7 separate regions of the Mus musculus genome follow, and all the other regions are linked to region 1. The links are chromatin contacts, called in public HiChIP or PLAC-seq, capture Hi-C and promoter capture Hi-C maps. All regions are on one chromosome and are shown on one strand. Each heading gives the region's core, a stretch centred on a gene start, on an enhancer-like site or on the middle of the called end of the contact. The rest is flanking DNA. Distances are from core to core; before and after follow the strand shown.

Region 1 (2,700 bases), core at 97-2,596:
ATGCTTGCCTAGTTCTCACAAAACCCTGGATGTGATCCAAAACACTGAAAAAAAGAAAAGAAAAGAGTGTGGTGACACATGCCTGTAATTCCAGTACTATGGTGGCAGGAGGATTACAAGTTCAAAGTCATTCTTTAGTACATAATGAGATGAGGGCCAGCCTGGACTACATTGAAACTCTGTCTCCAAATAAACAGACATGAACAAACAAAAAGCTAGTGGAACTGTTAAAGGCTACACCCACTTAATATTTGGAGAGTTCTGCTAAATGTCCCTTCAAAGCAGCGTTGGATCAATTTATAGTCCTGGCAACCGTAGCCAGTCTCTACATCCTTACCAGCCAATTAAAGTCTAATTCTTTTTTTTTTTTTTTTTTAAAGATTTATTTATTGGTTATATGTAAGTACACTGTAGCTGTCTTCAAACACTCCAGAAGAGGGAGTCAGATCTCGTTATGGATGGTTGTGAGCCACCATGTGGTTGCTGGGATTTGAACTCCAGACCTTTGGAAGAGCAGTCAGGTGCTCTTACCCACTGAGCCATCTCACCAACCCTAAAGTCTAATTCTTGTTGAACTGGCTTTGCTAGGCAAAGCAGACCAATCAGAAGTAAAAGTCAACCAGTCGATAGAATGCAATGAAAGAGGCTGCTACTGGTGTTTTGGGGGGGACAAGATAAGATCAGACTTGGTTTTGCCACTTGAAGTCAGTGCCATCTAAAACATTTCTAAGTTACACTGTTGTAAGCTTACATTTATTTGCGAGTGCACAAAGAACATATTTGTGGATAGAGCTGTTTAGTACTCATCGTGATGTGTAGCCAGCTGGGCTACTCATGCTGAGGGATGCTAGATAGCATTTAGCACTGTAATCAGTCATTTTAATATGGAGAAGTCACCAACAAAACCTACAAAATTGCAAAAAAACAAAACAACCCCATGGTAGCACTTAATAGATTATGCATTGGACACTTGCTTATGAGAACAGAATGAGAAAGCAGAGATTCATTTTGTCCAACCTCTGTTTTGTTTTCGTATATTCAGTGACTTTTTTTTTTTTTTTTTCTGGTTACCGTTTGAAGGTAGGTAAAAGAGAACTGAATTCTTATTTTTAATTTTTCGCTGGGGAAAGAGCCCAACCCGAGGCCTTGGCAGGCAAGTGCTCTACCACTGAGCCTGTCTTTGCCGTTACTCAAGATGGCGAGCCAGGCGCATCAGCGTTTCCAGATTGTAACAGGTTTTGCGCCGCCTAGAGGTTAACCTCGAAGCTGTACCCGAGCGGAAGTGACGCGAAGGAAGCCGTCGGCGTCTCAGCCCGCCCCCACCCGTGCCCCGCCCCCGCGGCGCTAGCGGAGCCAAGATGGCGGCAGAGCTGGAATATGAGTCCGTGCTGTGTGTGAAGCCCGACGTCAGCGTCTACCGGATTCCGCCGCGGGCCTCCAACCGCGGTTACAGGTACCCAGGGGGATTTGCAGCCGGCGCCCGCCGGGGTGACGGTTGTGTCCTTGGGCAGCAGCCATCGGCTCGAGCCGCTGCCGCCGTAGTTAGCCTGCCACCCGGGCTGCCGGCGGCTCCGTCTACTTTTCTGTTTTGCTGGAACTCTGATTTTGTTTTCTTTTCTTCCTGCCGTCATGCGTCTTTCCACCTCTCCTCCCCATCCCTCCCCCTGAGACATCGTCTGCTCCTCGTCATCCGCAATCCATTCATGCCTGCTCCATCTGTTACTCTTGCTGCGACCTTTGGCTTGTAATCCTCCACGCGCGCGTCCGCACACGCACACGGCACGCTCCCCCCCCTCCCCCCGCGCTTCTGATCCCGCCTGACACTTGTCCGGAATGGTAGTTTTGCTGTCCACTGTTTAGATGATCTATTTTAATTGATACTGTTGTCATTCTCGCCAAGTGTCATCATCCTTTAGTTTTTTTTTTTTTTTGGGGGGGGGGGGCGCAGTAGGCACACGTTAAGATCTTGTATTCCAGTGATGAGCTATTGCGTGTTTTCATTTTGTTTGTGTGTGTGTACCCCTCCCCCCCACACATTGATTATGTAGGGATTTCTGCCTTCCTATCAATCCAGTCACCTCTCTTAGAGCTTTCCCAGAGTCAGTGCAGCATTTTTTTTTTTTTTTTTTTTTTTTTTCCTCTTGTAAGGCCTGACAACCTTGTAATCCAGTGATTGAGGTTTTGGGCTGTTGTAGGATGTTAAGGAGTTCAAAGAGAATTCGCTGGGATTTGTGTTGAAAACTCTTTAGGTCTGAGCCCTCGACACTAAATAGCTGTGTAATTTATGAGCCAATCAATGTTTTTCTTCCCCAGGCCTTAAGGGTTCTCATTTGTAAAACAGGAGAAGTAGCGTGAGAAGACTGTGCACGTCTTGTGTACCTCACAGGTTTTTATTTGTTTTAGAGGTATGTGTATGGGTGTTTTGTCTGTCTGTATGAGTGGGTATGCCTTGTGCTCACAGAGGTCAGAGTGATGTTGTGAGACATCAGATCTCCAGGAACTGGAGTCACTGATGTTGGTGAACCATCATCTGGGTGCTGGCAACTGAACCCCTGTCTTCTGCAGGAGCAACAAGTGTTCTTAACTACTGAGCCATTTCCCCAACCCCTTCACAGGTTTTTTTTTGAGAGTTAAATAAAAGAGTATAGGGTAACTAAATCGTTATAAAAATACAGTACTAGTAGTATCCCTTTTCTGACC
Region 2 (2,752 bases), core at 22-2,521, 430 kb after region 1:
AAATAAGATGAGGATAAGGTGTGATTTTCCTCATGTTCTGAGTAACAAAGCCTCTGTACACACTCTTACCTACAGGTTCTTACCCCCTTAGGAGCTGTGATGAAGTGTATTTTCCATGTGAATGGACTTAATCTGATTTGCAAAACAAGTGACATATATCTTTATACATCTGAATTTCTTATTACAAATATATATATTATATATATTCACATCAAAATACGGTAACAGTTATGCTTGGTGACGCACACCGGTATCTGCAACTAAGAAGATTGAGACAGGAGGTTCACAATTGCAAGGACAACCTGGGCAGCCTATTACATGCCTTTAAAGATTTAAAAAGGCTAAAGATGTGACTCTAAAGTAGAGTATTGCCCAGCATACACCATGCTCTAAGTGCAGTCTCCTAGAATGTCAGCACCAAAAATGAATGAATGAGAGAGAGAGAGAAAGAAAGGGGAAAAAAGAAAATTTGCTTAACACATTGGACCTCATTCATGCACAAGAGACATTTTTAAAAGCAATAAGTATCCCATGATTTGCTTTCTCTGTAGTAAATAATTCTGAAATCACACCAGTACTTGAAAAAAAACTGTGTGAAGTAAGTGTTTAGACTTAATTTTCACGATGTGTATTATTTCTATTCATAAGCATATACAATGTAAGATGTTAAAAAATACACATGTTAATAATTTGCCCTATATAGTAATCAAACATAATTTTTTCTAATGAGAGATTTTGTCTTGGACATACAGAAATATGTTAGAATTACATTTATGCTAAAAGATTATGAGTCCCGCCCTGCTCCCCCACTGAACCCTTTGATGTCATCTTTCAGATGACGCTTCATGACTTCATTATGTTTCCACTGGTTAGTCTCTCTTTACCTTGGGACCTTGAGAAGTCTCAGTTCACTGAGTGTAAACACCCCACAGGTGTTTGAGAGGACTTCACACTTTTCTTAATTGTGTGTTTTCCTGCCAACAATCAGGATTACTAGGTGCCAGGTTCCTGAGCCCTTGGAGACTCACAGTGACTCTGTGAAGGGGACATAATCTAGGGCTATGTAGGTGCAAAGCAGATTGTACTCCAGGGAACTGAGGAAGTGTTTGGATACTGGTGGGCCTGTATCAGGACAAAACAATGCTTTATAAACTTGATCAACACTGACCAGACAGCCACATGTTTTATCAGTTTGTTGATGTGTTATTGGGATCCATGACTCTCAACTGAACAGATTTCCGGGTTTTATCCATTTTTTTATCAACGTAAATATGAGATTACTCATTGCCTTCTCTCTCTGGATTATTCTCATTGTGTTCCAGGAACAAATGTCTTGTTTCTCCTTAAGTATACCTGCTTCTCCTGGCTACTATCAAGATGGGGATTTTGTGATTGGAGGACTCTTCTCCCTTAGAGTGATGATTAGACGCTTCATAAGTAAATTTAGCTTTAAAGATGCATTCTATTTATCAGAATTTCTTTATGCGTAAGTGTTTGGCTTCTCTCATTTAAAAATATTTCTTCAGGATTTCATACATATATATAATATATGTTGATCAAACCCTCCTCTACTGCTTCCCCCCACCCCAATGTCCACTGTCTCCTGTCTCAAGTTCATGCTCTCTCTGCCTCTCTCGCTCTCTCACACTCTCTCTCTCTCAACTTTATCTATTCTGTCTCCATCTCACTTTTTAATCTACTGAGTTCATTTAGGCATGCCAGTACTGCAGGAGTATAGGACATCATCTAGAGTGTAGGCAAACGAAACTTCCTGGAAGGAAACTGACTCTCTCTTCCCCAGTAGCCACCAAATACCAAGAGCTAATCAGCCATGACTTTCTCTCTGTGTGTCTCCTTCTACTCATGCGGAATCTCTTAAATATGTAAGAAGGTGTTGAAAGCACTTTGAAGTAAAAATTTTTTCTTGGTAGATATTTAGTGTATTGTACTGAAAACATGTTATTTTTCCTATTTAAATTGACATGACACTATTTTTTAAAATTGCTATGTTTGATCAAGCACTGTGTATTTTCCTGAGGTTTATTCTACTTTCGAAGACCACAAGAAATACTAAGTTTAAATGTTTGCTTTTCTCCTCCATTTCAATTTCTCAGACACGAATTGCACAGTAAAATGTGAAAATTGTATATTCAAAAGTATGTGTTGGTGCAAACCTTTAATCCCACAACCTGAGAAGCAGAGGCAGATGAATCTCTATGAGACTGTGGTTAACCTAGTCTACATAGTGAGTTTCAGTCCAGCCTGGGCTGAATAGTGAGACACTGTCTCAAAAAAATTCAAAAGCAAAAATTGTGCTATGAATCTTCATTTTAACACTAATTCTTCTACATTTTTAATATAGAATATCCTGTTTATTTCTTGGATTATTGTGTATATTCTTTATATGACTTAGATTATTAAAAATAAAAATCCAGAGTTTAAGAGGGAGCATGAGAAGAGCTACAAGGAGAAAAGAAAGGAAGGTAACTCATGTAATTATATTTTAATTAAAAATTAATATTAAAAAGAACACAAAAATTATCTTTATAATATTTCATCATAGGCATCTTACCAAACATTATCAACATATATTGGCAATGGTTTTTGCTACAGAAAAAATCAACAAGGACCCAAATATTCTGTTCAATATGTCCCTGGGATTCTATCTCTTCAATGTTGACTATCTTGAGATGAAGGCCATGGAAAGTTCTATGGCTTTGATCTCAGGAGAGAGCCCCCCAATTCCTAACTA
Region 3 (2,700 bases), core at 176-2,675, 420 kb after region 1:
CAATGGATGTTCTCCCCCAATGGATGCCCTCCTCCAATGGATACCCTCCTCCAATGGATGTTCTCCCCCAATGGATGCCCTCCTCCAATGGATGCCCTCCCTCTGTGATCATACAGATGGCCCATGTTAAACCCAACTAAACTAAACTAAACTAAACTAAACTAAACTAACTAAAACTCATGAAACTGAGAAAGGAAGCAGGTGGGGTTAGTAGTGAAGGGAGGTACATAAGAGAGGGTGTGAGAGAAAGAGTAATGGAAAACATTATATACACATATGAAACTGTTAAACAACAAAGTCGGTCAAGAATAATTAAATATAGCATGCACAAAACTTTATTAAAACAAAACCAAAAAGCCTCTTTATAGGAAAAGTGATGCACCAAGCAAGAATCTACTGCTAGTGTTTGCCATGGAGAGACAGAGTGAATCTGATCATCAGAACCCACCGACACATCTGGTGATGAAACAGCCACTGAGAAACAGGATGGAGGCCCCGGCTATCGTCCAGGAGAGCACTTGGGAGTTTTTGAAGCATCCTCTCTCTGTAGGAAGAAGGATAAAATACACAGTGGATCTTCCCAAAGCAATATACGAACGAGATTTGAGTTGACTTTATCTTTACTCCTTCCTGTTTTCATTTCATATCTACCAGTCCCCAGGCTTGCCCATGCATCCGTGCCCTCTGGAGACTGTTGGTCCTCACCCAGAAAGCTAACAATCCAGGCGAGCCGTGTGGAAGCCTCTGCTTCCGGCCGATGTTAGCCTGGAAACCACACCTTAAGAAGTCTGAGCTTTTCATTTCTACTCTCCCCATTTAAAATGCTTCTGCACTTTAAGGACTGCCCTCCGTGCTTCCTCCCTTTCTTCTCTTCTCATCTTACCTCACTTTCTCCCTTTGCCTTTCTAGTCTTTCTCCTGCTGGGCTCTTCTCAGCATTTCATTTTTAAGCTTTTTGTAAATTAGACCAAACAGTTGGCAGCCATGCAGTAAGTACTTTCTTATGCCAGATATACATTTTACAGACAATTCGAGTAAATTCCACAGAAGTGAAGGACTTGCTCAAAGACATTCAGAGTATCACAGAAGGTAGAAACAGTCAGCAGGCAAGCTCCTCCCACCTCCCTTGGCCCCTTCTCCCAGACTCCTCAGCAAGAGCTCTGACCTTTCCTCTCTTTTGTTTTGTTTCCACCTCAGTAAGTGCTTTTCTATCACCCTAGCCCTTGGCAAACTTCTAAGAGAGTCAAGGAGGATGCCTAGATTGTACCTGTGTGGTGGGATGCAGGCGATTTGGTTGAATTCATTCTTCCTTTTTCCTGCCTTTCTTCCTTTTCCTTCTCTTCTCAGTTTAGAAAGAGCCCCTGGAAAGTGAGTCTTGAATGGTGAATCCTTGGCCCTCTTTTTAAAAGTTCAAGACTAACAGACCGGATAGCACAGTATGTCAACGTGCTTTATAGATGTGCAATTAAGTCAGAATTTCCTCTCTTGCACAAGGACAAGGAGTTTAGTGGACACCACGCCAATTCTCACTCCAGACCACAAAAGAGGAAATGATGAAGTATATGCTAAGCATCAAGAGAAATGGCAGAGAGGCCTGAAAAATATATCTGTGTTATTTTAGTTGGTAAATGCCTTACTTTTCTCAAAGTCTAACTTGGTCCCGATTTTCCTTTGGCACTATGTGCCTCAGTACCACATTCTGAATTCTTGTTGTTTTTTGTTTGTTTGTTGTTTCTATCAAGTATACATTTGTTCACAGACAGGAGGCTGAGAGCCTCTAAATTATCTCTGCCCACACCACACAGCTGGGAACATAATGTGCATATTTACAAGTTGGCAATGAAAGTTTTCTTTAGGTCCTTTCTGTTCCTCTTCCTTTACCAGCTCTTAGGTGCTCACTGTGTGGAATCTGACCCCTTTACCAAGATGCTATCCACTGGACTGTTTTATAGATCAGCCACACATGCCTTTGTGAGTCAGTTCAGTTTCTTAAACTGACACACAATGTCTAAGGACTCATTAGGTACTTTAATTCTATTTTTTATTTATTTGGAAATTTTAGAGGAGGAACAGATTTGAGTGTCAGCAGAAGCAATTTCAGTTAGACAGAACTCAGTGTTTGTCTGGAATGTGAGCTTGATATAGGATGTCTTTCCTTAACTTCCTACAAGTTTTCTAAAGACTCTTTAATGTCTGTAAAAGTCACACTAGTATCAGCTGTCTTGAGGTTATGAGTGTCAGGAGATAGAAGTGCTACACATATGACTTGGTAATCCCCGTGTTTGATGAGCCAGATTTCCTATGTGCTACACAATATTTTTTTTGCCTCAAGGAAACTTTCTATTATTTCCACAGATTGGAAATTTCCCTCAGAACTTTTTATTTTACAGACACGTGGATTTTTTTCAAGTATCTTGAAGCATATTTTAAAATTGATATGGCTTGGTTGAGTTGTCACTGAAATTTCATATGTAAGGCTTTGCTCCCCAGAGAAGAGGCTTTGTGGATGTATAGAGATGAGCTCTTGTGAAATGGCCATAGCTTCAGTGGCTTTGAAAGAGTCTGAACTATTTCAGTCTTCAATGGTTTCTTGACTTCTATCATGGTGTGCCATCATTTCCAAGATCCAAACCATGGGGTTACCAAATCCTTGACCTGATACTCCAGACAAACATGCCAAAAGAAAACTTTATTTCTGTAT
Region 4 (2,847 bases), core at 9-2,508, 330 kb after region 1:
AAGGCATTTTCTCAATTAGTGATCAAGGGGGAAAGGCCCCTTGTGGGTGGGACCATCTCTGGGCTGGTAGTCTTGGGTTCTATAAGAGAGCAGGCTGAGCAAGCCAGGTGAGGCAAGCCAGTAAAGAACATCCCTCCATGGCCTCTGCATCAGCTCCTGCTCCCTGACCTGCTTGAGTTCCAGTCCTGACTTCCTTTGGTGATGAACAGCAGCATGGAAGTATAAGCCGAATAAACCCTTTCCTCCCCAACTTGCCTCTTGGTCATGATGTTTGTGCAGGAATAGAAACCCTGACTAAGACAGTCCTTTAAGGAAAATTCAGATATACAGGATGGTGCTATTCTCATTTTATTGTACTATGTATGGATCTTAGTATTTACTTCTATTTTATTTGACAGTTTGTGCCCTTCATCAACAAGTCAGAGATCTCAGCACCCAGTCTTTACAACCATGTATTCATTGCTCCAATTCCTGAGATAACTTAATAAGTTACTAAGTATGTAATTATAGTAATATTTTATAGATTATCTTTCCATTTAATTTCTCTAATGAGTTGCAGAAAGCACTAGCCCCAGCCACTAACATGCAGTGATTCCTGGTTTGTGTGTTGTTTAATTAATCTTTAAGAATAATCATGGATTACAGTTTAGAGTTAGGTAAATAAAGAATGAAAACATAAGGCCCAACTTGTTAATGTAGCAACAATGATGATTAAAACACACCCATGTGAACTTGTATACTTCCTATAAAACATAAGAAATATTAAATATTCTTTATTAGATATTAAATGAAAACCTTGCTAAAATATCTTTAAGTACAAGGTAGCATCCTTTGACACAAGAAATTCTAAATTGGTGTAGAAAAAAATAATATAGACAATTACTCCTGTTTTTTCTAACATTTCATGTAGCAGGCTAATGGTGACAAACGGAAACCTACACAAGTCTTGCTCAGCCCTGAGCCAGTAAGTGAAGGAAAAATATCTGGTTGTGTCATGTGATACTTTCCTGAAGCAGGCTCATGTGATGTTTTGCTGAAGTAGACCCATGAAAGGACATGTGATAAAATCTTAGGAGAGATTAAAAGTAGGACACAACAAACAGTGATGGAATGCTTGCATTGTCTGCTGTGCAATGCTTAGTTGGTCTAGCTTCTTCATTGATCTTTATTGAAAGAGACAAGGCAGAGAACTTCTCTTGGTGTTATGACTGGTTATGTTCACTCCTGCTGACTCATGCTGAGTCAGTGGAAGCTTAGCTGTTTCTGCAGAATCATGCTGCCACTGCTGATTTGTGTTTGGTGGCATATTTGAGCTGGACTGTTGGTATCCTGACACTACTGAACTGGATTGCTGGTATCTGGACAATGGAGATTGGAATTGTCCCAAAGAAGTACTTCTAAAGAGGTGCAGATCCCCATTGTCCTATTACCATCTGCTCTCCTCTATCTTTATTTTAGAATGTGAGCTAAAAGGGGGATCAAAGTATTTGAGAACCCTTATGACTGTAGGTTTTAAAAATTTTAGGCCTTCAAGTCAGGCACATTTTTTCCAGTGTTCAGACTCTTTTATATAACCAGTTACATAAGTCAATGTGTGAAAAACAAACAAACAAACAAGCAAACAACCCTCCAGCAGCTTCTGAGGTGGCATTACTACCTTTGTGGAAAATTGAATGTTACTAATTAAGCCAAATTTTCCCTTTAGAAATGGGAAGCATGGTGGTTGTGCCATTTTGCAATTCTACCAGTTATTGAGGACTGTTTCTTTTTCTCCACATCCTTGCCAGCATGTGCTTGTTGTCATCTGAGGTTTTGGTCTTAGCCATTCTGATTGGTGTAAGGTGGAATCTCAGAGTTGTTTTGATTTGCATTTCCCTGATGACTAAGGACTTTGAACATTTCTTTAAGTGCTTCTCAGGCATTGGAGACAATTGGAGATTCCACTGTTGTGAATTCTCTGTTTGGTGCTATGCCCCCCCCCTTTTTTTTATTAGATATCTTCTTTATTTAAACTTCAAATGTTATCTCCTTTTCCAGTTTCCACCAACTCCTGGAAATCCCCTATCCCATCCTCCCTCCACCTGTTTCTATGAGGGTGTTCCTCCACTCACCCACCCACTCCCACCTCCCCACCCTTGATTCCCCTACACTGGGACATCTATCAAACCTTCATAGGACCAAGGTCCTCTCCTTTCATTGATGCTTAACAAGGTCATCATCTACTACATACGAAACTGGAGCCTTGTGTACTCCTTGACTTAGTCCCTGGGAGCTCTGGGGGGTATGGTTGGTTGATATTGTTGTTCTTCCTATGGGGTTGCAAACCCCTTCAGCTCCTTCAGTCCTTTCTCTAACTCCTCTACTGGGGACCCTGAACTCATTTCAATGGTTGCCTGCAAGCATCTGCCTCTGTATTTGTAAGGCTCAGACAGGGACTCTGAGGAGACAGCTATATCAGGCTCCTGTCAGCATGTACTTCTTAGCATCAGCAATAGTGTCTGGGTTTGGTAACTGTATATGGGATCAATCTCCAGGTGGGACAGTCTCTCGATGGCCTTTCCTTCAGTTTCTGCTCTACATTTTATCTCTATATTTGCTCCTATTAGTATTTTGTTTTCCTTCTAAGAAGTATACCTCATTTTTAAAATTGAGTTATTTGGTTTTTTTTTTTTGAGATATCTTCTTGAGTTCTTTATATATTTTGGATATTAACCCTCTACCAGAGGTGGGGTTAGTGAAGATTTTTTCCCCCAATTTGTAGGTTGCTGATTGTCCTATTTTCTGTGTCTTTTGCCTTACAGAAACTTTTTAGTTTCATGAGGTCCCATTTATCAATTTTGACCTTAA
Region 5 (2,720 bases), core at 96-2,595, 300 kb after region 1:
TCCTAACCTAATGAGAGAACTCGTAAAATGTTACCAATGAACTTTTGCCCCATGCAAGTCAGATCTTGTCATATTGGACAAGGTCTGTTTGGTTCCTTCTTTCCTCGCAACAGTTTAAAGCCTAAGGATTATTACTTCTGCCAGAGGAGCACACTCATTGCTCTCTAATCACATTACAAGTCAAAACTCACATGAAAATAGTCCACAAATCAACAGTTGTTTTTAAGGAACATAAAGGTAGATTGCAAAGATAACAGAAAGGGATATATAAATAAAATATATATGACTAGGCTAGACCCCAGCTTTGTTTCCCTATATTTTGGTACTTAGTCCTTTTGGTCTTCTGGTATTTTGGCTCATTCCTGGTCTTTTCACTTTTGGTTCCTGTGCCCTCCTCTCACCACCCAGTGATGGCCTGGTTCACCATTTTGGACCACTCCAGATGCCTCTGGATATGCTCTCTATTACACACACACACACACACACACACACACACACACACACACACACATACATATTACATATATATATATATATATATTACATTATATATATGTGTAATATGTATGTGTATATGTGTATATAATAAAATTTTCAACCCCTTAGGAATAGCCATGTTTTCTTTTTATTTCCTTCTTTCTTTCAAGGACAACCTCAGGTACAGTTCCCAGGAGCACCATCCACTTCCTTTGAGACAGGGTCTCTTGTGGGTCTGAAGAACAACAATTAGCCTGGACAAGAAGCTCCCAGGGATCCACATGTCTCTGCTTCCCAATGTTGCCATTACAGTCATGTATCTGCACACATGACATTTTTAGGCAGGTTCTGAGCATCAGTCTCAGGTCTTCATGCTTGCAAGACAACCAACTGCTTTATCATCTCTCAGCATATCTCGGCTTATTATTTTTTTACTACATTAATGCATAACATCTAAGTTCTAGCCATTCAATCAAATGTTTTATTGTTTCCTAGAACCCCGTTCAATATACGAATTAAGCCTTATAGAAAATAAATAAACCAAATAAAGTTTTGTAAATAAACAATGTAAATATTGTTTATAGATAAATTTCTTTTGAAGTGGGGGAGATTTCCACATTAGGAACTCAACAAGTTATGATAACCTTCTCATGAGAGTTTTCAGGAACAATGTCAGGTATGTTTCTCAATTTCCTCTTTCAAATGTCCTTAAATAGTGAGAAGTGTAGACTACCGTGACTTATATATGTACAGCATTGGCCATTCTAGTGAATTTAGCTTAGGGGGTGTGAAGGTTGACTGTGAGCGCTGACCTTTTTGAAAGGGGCCAGGAACCTGAGTCCTATTTCAGAGAGGCAAATACAAGAAGCCTGTGATTTTCTGAACATACAGCTCAATAATGATGCAGGAAAGACCAGCCCAAGGTAAGGTGGGCATTCCTGCATCATCAGGTGAGGGGAAGAAGTGGGAGTGTGTGATGTGATGATGAGGTGCCTGGGGTAATGGTACATCCAAGTGGGCAGGCTGAAGTGATGGAGTGGACCAAGATAGCAGAACCACAGGGATTTGAAGGAAGTATGATGTCTCAGCGCCAGAAACCATGAAAAAATAAGAAACCATATACTGAAGGGAGATGTGAAAAGACAGGACATCAACAGAAGACTGTGATAATTAAGATTAAAATATAAGGTCATGGAAATTGCAGGTGCCTGAGGGTGAAATGATTCTAGATTGTGTGTGTGTGTGTGTGTGTGTGTGTGTGTGTGTGTGTGTGTGTGTCCATGTGGGTATGTGCACATGCTTCAGAGCTGACTTGGTCATTTATTCTAGAGATTTGACAACTTTTTCCTACTTTAAGTTCATAATTATTCTGAGCATTTTGTCTGTTCGTTAATTGCTCTAAGCTTTTTGGTCCTATGGTGAGTACATCTACTTACTATCTGACAGGGGAGGCATTCTAAGATTTTTGGTCCTCTGGTAAATATATCTGCTTGCCATCTGACAGGGCAGGTAGTCTGCTGGTCCCTGAGACTCTGGATGGCTGCTCTGATTTCCATCTTACTCCTCAGCACCTGTTTCATTGCGAGTTGTGTAGGTAAGTTCTTCACTGAATGGTGTCTCTTTGGGCACTGTCTGGTCTCTCCCACAGAGACTCCCAGGGGCTCTTTTGTTTTGTTTTGAATCTCCAATACTGTTTATCTCTATAGTCTGTTGCTGTCCTGAAACTCTTTCTATGACCCTGGCTCTGAACTCACAGAGATCATCCTGCCTCCACCTTTGCCTCTCAAGTGCTGGAATTAAAATGGGGTGACACCACCACCAGGCTGAGGCTGTTTTTTTTTAATCCCATTTTCTGCTCTACCCTTACATGCAATGCCATGGTTTTCTTGCCTTCTCTTCCTTGTTTTTTCCCCATCTTTTGATCATTGAGATATATAAGATTCCTTGACCGGCTTTGTTAACACACATTATTTATAACCTGTCTGTGATAGTGCCTTCCAGTAATCATTGTTTCTGCTCACAACTCTCTATTGAGAGTGCAAGTCTAATTGATTTTATAATACCGGCAGCTCAAAGTCTTTAATTCATAAGGGATTTTTTTTTCCTCAAAATAAGAGGGAAAATTAACCAAATTAAATGGTGATAATTGAAGAAATAAAATATTTCTGCCCTGTTTCATCTTTCCATAAAATCACATCTGAAGTTTATTGTTTGAGAAGTTTTCATGATGTTCTTTGCAGTCT
Region 6 (2,765 bases), core at 215-2,714, 370 kb after region 1:
TCTGATTATTATGTGTCGGCAGGAATTTCATTTCTGGTCCAGTCTATTTGGAGTTCTGTAGGCTTCTTGTATGATCATGGGCATCTCTTTTTTTATGTTTGGGAAGTTTTCTTCTATTATTTTGTTGAAGATATTAGCTGGCCCTTTAAGTTGAAAATCTTCGTTCTCATCAATTCCTATTATCCGTAGGTTTGGTCTTCTCATTGTGTCCTGGATTACCTGGATGTTTTGAATTAGGATCCTTTTGCATTTTGTATTTTCTTTGACTGTTGTGTCGATGTTCTCTATGGAATCTTCTGCACCTGAGATTCTCTCTTCCATTTCTTGTATTCTGTTGCTGATGCTCGCATCTATGGTTCCAGATTTCTTTCCTAGGGTTTCTATCTCCAGCGTTGCCTCGCTTTGGGTTTTCTTTATTGTGTCTACTTCCCCTTTTAGTTCTAGTATGGTTTTGTTCATTTCCATCACCTGTTTGGATGTGTTTTCCTGTTTTTCTTTAATGATTTCTACCTGTTTGGCTGTGTTTTCCTGCTTTTCTTTAAGGGCCTGTAACTCTTTAGCAGTGCTCTCCTGTAATTCTTTAAGTGACTTATGAAAGTCCTTCTTGATGCCCTCTATCATCATCATGAGAAATGTTTTTAAATCTGTGTCTAGATTTTCGGTCATGTTGGGGTGCCCAGGACTAGGTGGGGTGGGAGTGCTGCGTTCTGATGATGGTGAGTGGTCTTGATTTCTGTTAGTAGGATTCTTACGTTTGCCTTTCGCCATCTGGTAATCTCTGAAGCTAGCTGTTTTAGTTGTCACTGTTAAGAGCTTGTTCTTCAGGTGACTCTGTTAGCCTCTATAAGCAGACCTGGAGGGTAGCACTCTCCTTAGTTTCAGTCGGCAGAGTATTCTCTGCAGGCAAGCTCTCTTCTTGCAGGGCAGGTACCCAGATATCTGGTGTTTGAACCAGACTCCTGGCAGAAGTTGTGTTCCACTCACTAGAGGTCTTAGGATCCCGTGTGGAATCCTGTGTGGGCCCTTGCAGGTGTCAGGCGACTCCGCTGGCAAGGTAGCCCAGGGCTCGTGTAGAGCGGAAGGGGTTTGTGCCCCTGATCAGGCCCAGGTAGCCTTCTTCCCTATGTACCGCAGTCTCAGGTTCCACGTGATTGGATTGGGGAAGGCGCTGTGTTCCACTCACCAGAGGTCTTAGGATCCCGTGGGGAGTCCTGTGTGGGCCCTTGCGGGTGTTGGGCGAGACTCTGCTGGCAAGGAAGCCTGGGGCTCTAGTCCACATCACATTTTAAACGAGGTTAAAAGTATAAAAATAACTTCATGGAATTGGAGATCCTTTTAATTGGTGGAGAATGAATGATGAAGGTATGAGCTAGGGCCTTTTGCCTTTGTGACAACATTGTTATTTTTCATTCCTGTGCTATGGGTTCCAATGACCTTTCCTTTCACTTCTGCTTTTTTCTATTCCAATGGCCGTGAAGGCTATGACGAATGCTCATTCTGTTCAATATGAAAACTGCAAGTTGTTAACTCCCTTTTCTCCATACAGAATTTCATCACCCAGCAGCTGAATGAGTCACTTTCTTACTTCCTGGGTCTTTCGGATCCACAAGGTAATGGCAAATGGCAATGGATCGATGATACTCCTTTCAGTCAAAATGTCAGGTGAGTGCAGTCCTAGATTAATGCAACACTGCGATTATTTACATTGAAAATGTAGGGAAAATTTGCCAGCTGTAACTATTATAATTAATGACTGCAATTAATTAAGTTCTCACTAAATGTATGCATAATCTAAAGTTTTATAAAATTCCTTGTTTAGAAACTCAATTTACACATAAAATATTGAATAATAACTTCCTCAAGATTCATAGGTCAAATAAGATAAGAAAGTTCATTTACTCAGTGTCTACCTGACTCTAAAAATGGTGTTCTCAGCTGAGCAGTGGTGGCACATGCCTTTAATTCCAGTACTTTGGAGTCAGAGGCAGGCAGAGTTCTGAGTTTGAGGCCAGCCTGGTCTACAGAGTGAGTTCCAGGACAGCCAGGGCTACAAAGAGAAACCCTGTCTCGAAAACAAAACAAAATAATACAAAGCAAAGCAAACAAAAAAGATGGTGTTCTCAGCCATTAGATTATTTTTTTTTCTGACTTTAAACACAAGTAGAGACTTAATTTAATTTATTAATCTCTAATAAATACCATTTAAAGTAACTGGATCAGAATTATGATAAATATATCAGAATAATTACATAATAATATGTTATGCTATTTAAGCACATTTATTATCTTATTTTATCCTCATGTAATCTAGTGCGTTACATTGAAACCTTTACTAAATTTGTTTCTAGTTTATTATCATTTCCATTTTTATACATGAAAAATGTAAAATAATAATAATAATACATTAAATTTCTTAATCAGGGTCAAAGTTAATTAGAAGTTAAACAGGTATTTTATTAAATTTTCCTTTTTTTCTTTTTTCCTTACATTAAACATAGTTTTTTCCTCATACAGTATAATTTGAATACAATTTCCCCTCCCTCTACTTTCCTCAGTTCTTCCATATCTCCTTCCCCATATATATATCTATTTACTCTCACTAGAAAAGAACAGATAACAACAAAATAAAGTACAATAAGATAAAAAGAAAACTATTACTTTGCAGTTGGGCAAGCCAAGCCAACAGAAAAATAAAATAGCCCAAGAGAAGGCACAAGAATAAGAGACATACTTGTTATACATTTATAAATAAATCCTATAAACTA
Region 7 (2,882 bases), core at 126-2,625, 300 kb before region 1:
ATTCTGCTATAAATTTATTCCAGGAGCTGAGGAGCTCAGAGGTAGAGTGCTCACCCTGGAGGGGGGGCGGGGGGAGATGGGCTGCATTCAGTCCCCAACACAGGAGAGAAAGGGGGTGGGGGACAGGGTGGATATGGTAGACTGTGCTTGTATTGGGAGCCCAGGCAGAAAGATTCTGAGAGTGAGGCCAGATTGGGCTGTATAGTAAGACCTCGTCTCAGACGAAATAGAAAGGAAGGGAAGGACAACAAAGAATAACAAAAATAAAGGCAGCTCTTCCTGAAGACGCAGTGTTTGTAATTCTGAGATTTTTCCTCTCTGTCTCTCTCTCTTCCTTTTATTCTTTCTCGTTCTTTCCTTCTTCCTTTTGTTCTTTTTCTTCCTTCCTTTCTCTCTCTCTCTCTTTCTCTTCCTTCCTTCTTTCCTTCTTTCCTTTATTCTGCCTCCCAAATTCTGGGTTTATAGCCTATGGTATCACGCCGGGTTTATATGTTTTAAAAATAGAACATAGGGCTTCCTGAAAGCTAGGCAAATGCTCTACTGACTGAGCTCCATCTCCAGCCCTGGAAACTTATGGACCTCAATTTGAGACACCGTCTCAGTCCATTTTGTCAGACTCTGGTTCTCAGGATGATCAGGGTGACCACTGAGCCTAGGCAACACCTTTAGTACTGAAGACCAGATTAGCACCCTTCTAACTATAGAGTGAACACACTGTACCTTCTGTGGGCGGGTCAGCTCTATCCACCAAGTCCACACACCAGTGCACACATCTGGGTATTGGCTTGTCCTGACATCTGGGGTTAAGAAGATAGTTATTCAGGAAGTGACTCACGTTTATTGGTTCCTCTGTCACCAACCCCAGCTGTATTTGTTTGTTCTTTAGTAATTGAACAAGGACTTGGGGTCACCTAAGCTCACAGCCATGTCACTTCATACTTTAAAGTGAGTATATGTGTTTCGGGATGGAGGAGAAGGCTCTTGGAAATGTTCAAAGCATTAGTCACTAGGTCAGCTAAATATAAAAGAAGTTGTCAGAAATGCCCTTTTGTTTGCAAAAGGCTGCTTCCTCTTTCCTGGGGCAGAGGGACATAGTCAGCAGCTGGGTGGCCTTGGTCGAGTCGTTTGAACTTTTTCTCTTTTCCAAAGTTAAGCCAATAACAAGTGGAGACTTCTAGGGAAAAATAAATGAATTCAATGTGTGAGACACTCAGCACTTGGTTCACGATGAATGCCATATAGGTATTTTTCTCTCCCATTCAATTCAGTACACACAGTCAAGAATGCATAAGCCCAATTGCATTGTGTTTGAGTCTGCCTGTTCACACTGAGTTCCTTGTAGGTGACCAAGCACTGTGGGTACATTTAGAGGGGAAAAATATTACTCAATCTGTAACCTCATTGCTTAAGTTGTGTTTCACAATGTCCCTATGACACTGGAACTTTATCATCCTCGTTTTATTGAGGAAACAGAAAACAGATGACCAGGTCCCTCAGCAAAAAGCAGAGTTAGAGTTTGACCGGGTTGTGGCTTCTTCTGTTAGCTACCAGAATGTGTTTAAACACTCTATTATATTATATAGTGCTTAAATATTATAGATCGAGCTGTATCCAGCCAGCTCAAGAGCATTGCCAGACTGGTTATCTAATCAGTTGGCACTTTGCTGTCGTCTTAATTTAGTTAGTGCTGGTATGCTATCAACTGTTGAATGCATTATGATGGTCACGCCTGAGGACAGGCTGTAGTTGAAGCTGTTGCCATGGATAACATTTCCTAAAAATGTATTTATATAGTACAAGAAAACTATGGGCAAGCAAAGTGACTCAGGAGACAAAGGAGCCTGCTGCCAAGCCTGAGAACTTGAGTTTGAAGCCAACCAGATTCACTTGGTAGGAGAGAAACCATTCCTACAAGCTCTACATGTATGCTAAGGCACACACACAATCATGCATACAATGAACACATAAAATAAAATGTAATTTCAGAAAAAGCTTCCTCCTCGGGACAACGGCAAATGGTGGATGGGCTGAGGCAGGAGAGTCCAGAGGACCTGCGTACCTCATTCAGTCCCTCAGCTTCTCATCCTCTGTTCAGCCAGCTGTTCTCTGGCTCGACTCCCTCTCTTGTTGTCTCACTATCTCCTCTATTCTCTCCCACTGTTCTTGATATTTTTCCTCACGGTACTCCCTGCTATCCCTATATGTCTGGTGCTGAGAACCTGGGAGGGGCATGGGGACTCCCCCACCCTATCCCCCCACTTCCAAGGGGCCTGGCCTCTTTTAACAGAACAAAGCTGCTGATCTGGCTCTCCTGCTGTATAGATTGTGTGTTGCTTCTGGCTTCTGCCACCACCATATTTAACTTCAAATTCTAGGGTCTGCCTCTTCCACCACTTCCCCTCCACCGGCTCTAGACTCATGTCTCTCCTTACCTACTTGGCAAATGACTCTCCTAGAGCTCCATGAGCATGATACAAACTCATGCTGGTGCATCAGGCAGCCTTCCTACACCTCTTGGGTGCCCTTCCATGCCTCTCCACTGATTCTGGGTATCTCTCTGGCAAGTTTCAGTCCCCTTGGGGATGCCCCCAGGCTCAAATTCTGACCCATGCTGCCTGCCCTTTACCGAGTCGCCCTCTGTGTTTCTCCAACACTATCTTGGAGTCCTCCTTCTGGTGGAATTACTTCTGGCAACCCTCTAAGTCTCTCCCAAACCTTTCCTGGGCTCCTGGAAGGCTTTCTGCCAGCTGTGTCTCTCAGCTCCCTCCCGGAGCTCGCTCTGTCTCTAACTATGGCTAAACACTTTTTCTCCTCAGTTCCCTCTAGGAGAGGAGCTGCCTGTCTCTCTTTCCTTCAGTGTCTTGCTGGAGCCTGCTGTCCGT

What was found. Promoter capture Hi-C pulls out the DNA fragments that hold promoters and counts their contacts. HiChIP or PLAC-seq counts read pairs in DNA pulled down with a chosen protein or histone mark. Capture Hi-C pulls out chosen DNA fragments and counts their contacts.
Region 2: a promoter capture Hi-C map of hematopoietic stem and progenitor cells shows a contact between it and region 1. The contact joins the promoter of Vmn2r19 here to the promoter of Necap1 in region 1. A contact is called at or near these places in 1 of 39 promoter capture datasets (hematopoietic stem and progenitor cells) and 3 of 115 datasets of contacts at active chromatin or transcription factors (embryonic stem cells and epiblast stem cells).
Region 3: a promoter capture Hi-C map of macrophages shows a contact between it and region 1, with 8 read pairs. The contact joins the promoter of Clec4e here to the promoter of Necap1 in region 1. A contact is called at or near these places in 4 of 39 promoter capture datasets (the HPC-7 cell line, embryonic stem cells, hematopoietic stem and progenitor cells and 1 more) and 4 of 115 datasets of contacts at active chromatin or transcription factors (bone marrow-derived macrophages, embryonic stem cells and microglia).
Region 4: an H3K4me3 HiChIP or PLAC-seq map of bone marrow-derived macrophages shows a contact between it and region 1, with 7 times the contacts expected there. The contact joins the enhancer-like site here to the promoter of Necap1 in region 1. A contact is called at or near these places in 2 of 39 promoter capture datasets (the HPC-7 cell line and macrophages), 1 of 484 Hi-C or Micro-C datasets (bone marrow-derived macrophages), 3 of 115 datasets of contacts at active chromatin or transcription factors (bone marrow-derived macrophages and embryonic stem cells) and 1 of 9 other capture datasets (embryonic stem cells).
Region 5: a contact with region 1 is called in a capture Hi-C map of macrophages, with 6 times the contacts expected there. The contact joins the promoter of Clec4b2 here to the promoter of Necap1 in region 1. A contact is called at or near these places in 12 of 39 promoter capture datasets (the C10 cell line, the HPC-7 cell line, cranial neural crest and 6 more), 1 of 484 Hi-C or Micro-C datasets (bone marrow-derived macrophages), 8 of 115 datasets of contacts at active chromatin or transcription factors (bone marrow-derived macrophages, embryonic stem cells and epiblast stem cells) and 3 of 9 other capture datasets (embryonic stem cells, liver and macrophages).
Region 6: a contact with region 1 is called in an H3K4me3 HiChIP or PLAC-seq map of bone marrow-derived macrophages, with 4 times the contacts expected there. The contact joins the enhancer-like site here to the promoter of Necap1 in region 1. A contact is called at or near these places in 6 of 39 promoter capture datasets (the C10 cell line, the HPC-7 cell line, cranial neural crest and 3 more), 11 of 484 Hi-C or Micro-C datasets (the CH12 cell line, the G1E-ER4 cell line, bone marrow-derived macrophages and 6 more) and 8 of 115 datasets of contacts at active chromatin or transcription factors (DN3 thymocytes, the HPC-7 cell line, bone marrow-derived macrophages and 2 more).
Region 7: a contact with region 1 is called in a promoter capture Hi-C map of neutrophils, with 3 times the contacts expected there. The contact joins the enhancer-like site here to the promoter of Necap1 in region 1. A contact is called at or near these places in 5 of 39 promoter capture datasets (the C10 cell line, macrophages, neutrophils and 1 more), 3 of 484 Hi-C or Micro-C datasets (CD4 T cells, macrophages and uterus) and 1 of 115 datasets of contacts at active chromatin or transcription factors (pancreatic cancer cells).

Annotation. Positions count from the first base shown.
Region 1 is chr6:122,873,211-122,875,910 of GRCm38.p6, forward strand. It overlaps Necap1 (NECAP endocytosis associated 1), which reads left to right and starts at 1,347. Exons shown (of 8, transcript NM_026267.3): 1 at 1,347-1,453. The coding sequence starts at 1,359.
Region 2 is chr6:123,307,062-123,309,813 of GRCm38.p6, forward strand. It overlaps Vmn2r19 (vomeronasal 2, receptor 19), which reads left to right and starts at 1,272. Exons shown (of 6, transcript NM_001104632.1): 1 at 1,272-1,486; 2 at 2,564-2,752. The coding sequence starts at 1,272.
Region 3 is chr6:123,288,446-123,291,145 of GRCm38.p6, forward strand. It overlaps Clec4e (C-type lectin domain family 4, member e), which reads right to left and starts at 1,426. Exons shown (of 6, transcript NM_019948.2): 1 at 1,267-1,426; 2 at 449-544. The coding sequence starts at 1,303.
Region 4 is chr6:123,206,408-123,209,254 of GRCm38.p6, forward strand. No RefSeq gene overlaps it. Among named protein-coding and RNA genes, the nearest start is that of Clec4n, 22 kb to the right of the region's middle. Within about 2 kb of position 1,259, at least 21 of the 459 cell types and tissues checked have an H3K27ac peak or open chromatin away from gene starts, as enhancers often do. A contact at or near this core is called in the HPC-7 cell line and bone marrow-derived macrophages, where this site is marked.
Region 5 is chr6:123,171,678-123,174,397 of GRCm38.p6, forward strand. Clec4b2 (C-type lectin domain family 4, member b2) reads left to right here and starts at 1,346. Exons shown (of 6, transcript NM_001004159.2): 1 at 1,346-1,400; 2 at 1,982-2,071. The coding sequence starts at 1,376.
Region 6 is chr6:123,242,932-123,245,696 of GRCm38.p6, forward strand. It overlaps Clec4n (C-type lectin domain family 4, member n), which reads left to right. Exons shown (of 6, transcript NM_020001.2): 5 at 1,547-1,662. Among named protein-coding and RNA genes, the nearest start is that of Clec4n, 14 kb to the left of the region's middle. Within about 2 kb of position 1,465, at least 9 of the 459 cell types and tissues checked have an H3K27ac peak or open chromatin away from gene starts, as enhancers often do. A contact at or near this core is called in bone marrow-derived macrophages, where this site is marked.
Region 7 is chr6:122,570,081-122,572,962 of GRCm38.p6, forward strand. No RefSeq gene overlaps it. Among named protein-coding and RNA genes, the nearest start is that of Aicda, 18 kb to the left of the region's middle. Within about 2 kb of position 1,376, at least 129 of the 459 cell types and tissues checked have an H3K27ac peak or open chromatin away from gene starts, as enhancers often do. A contact at or near this core is called in macrophages, neutrophils, pancreatic cancer cells and 1 more, where this site is marked.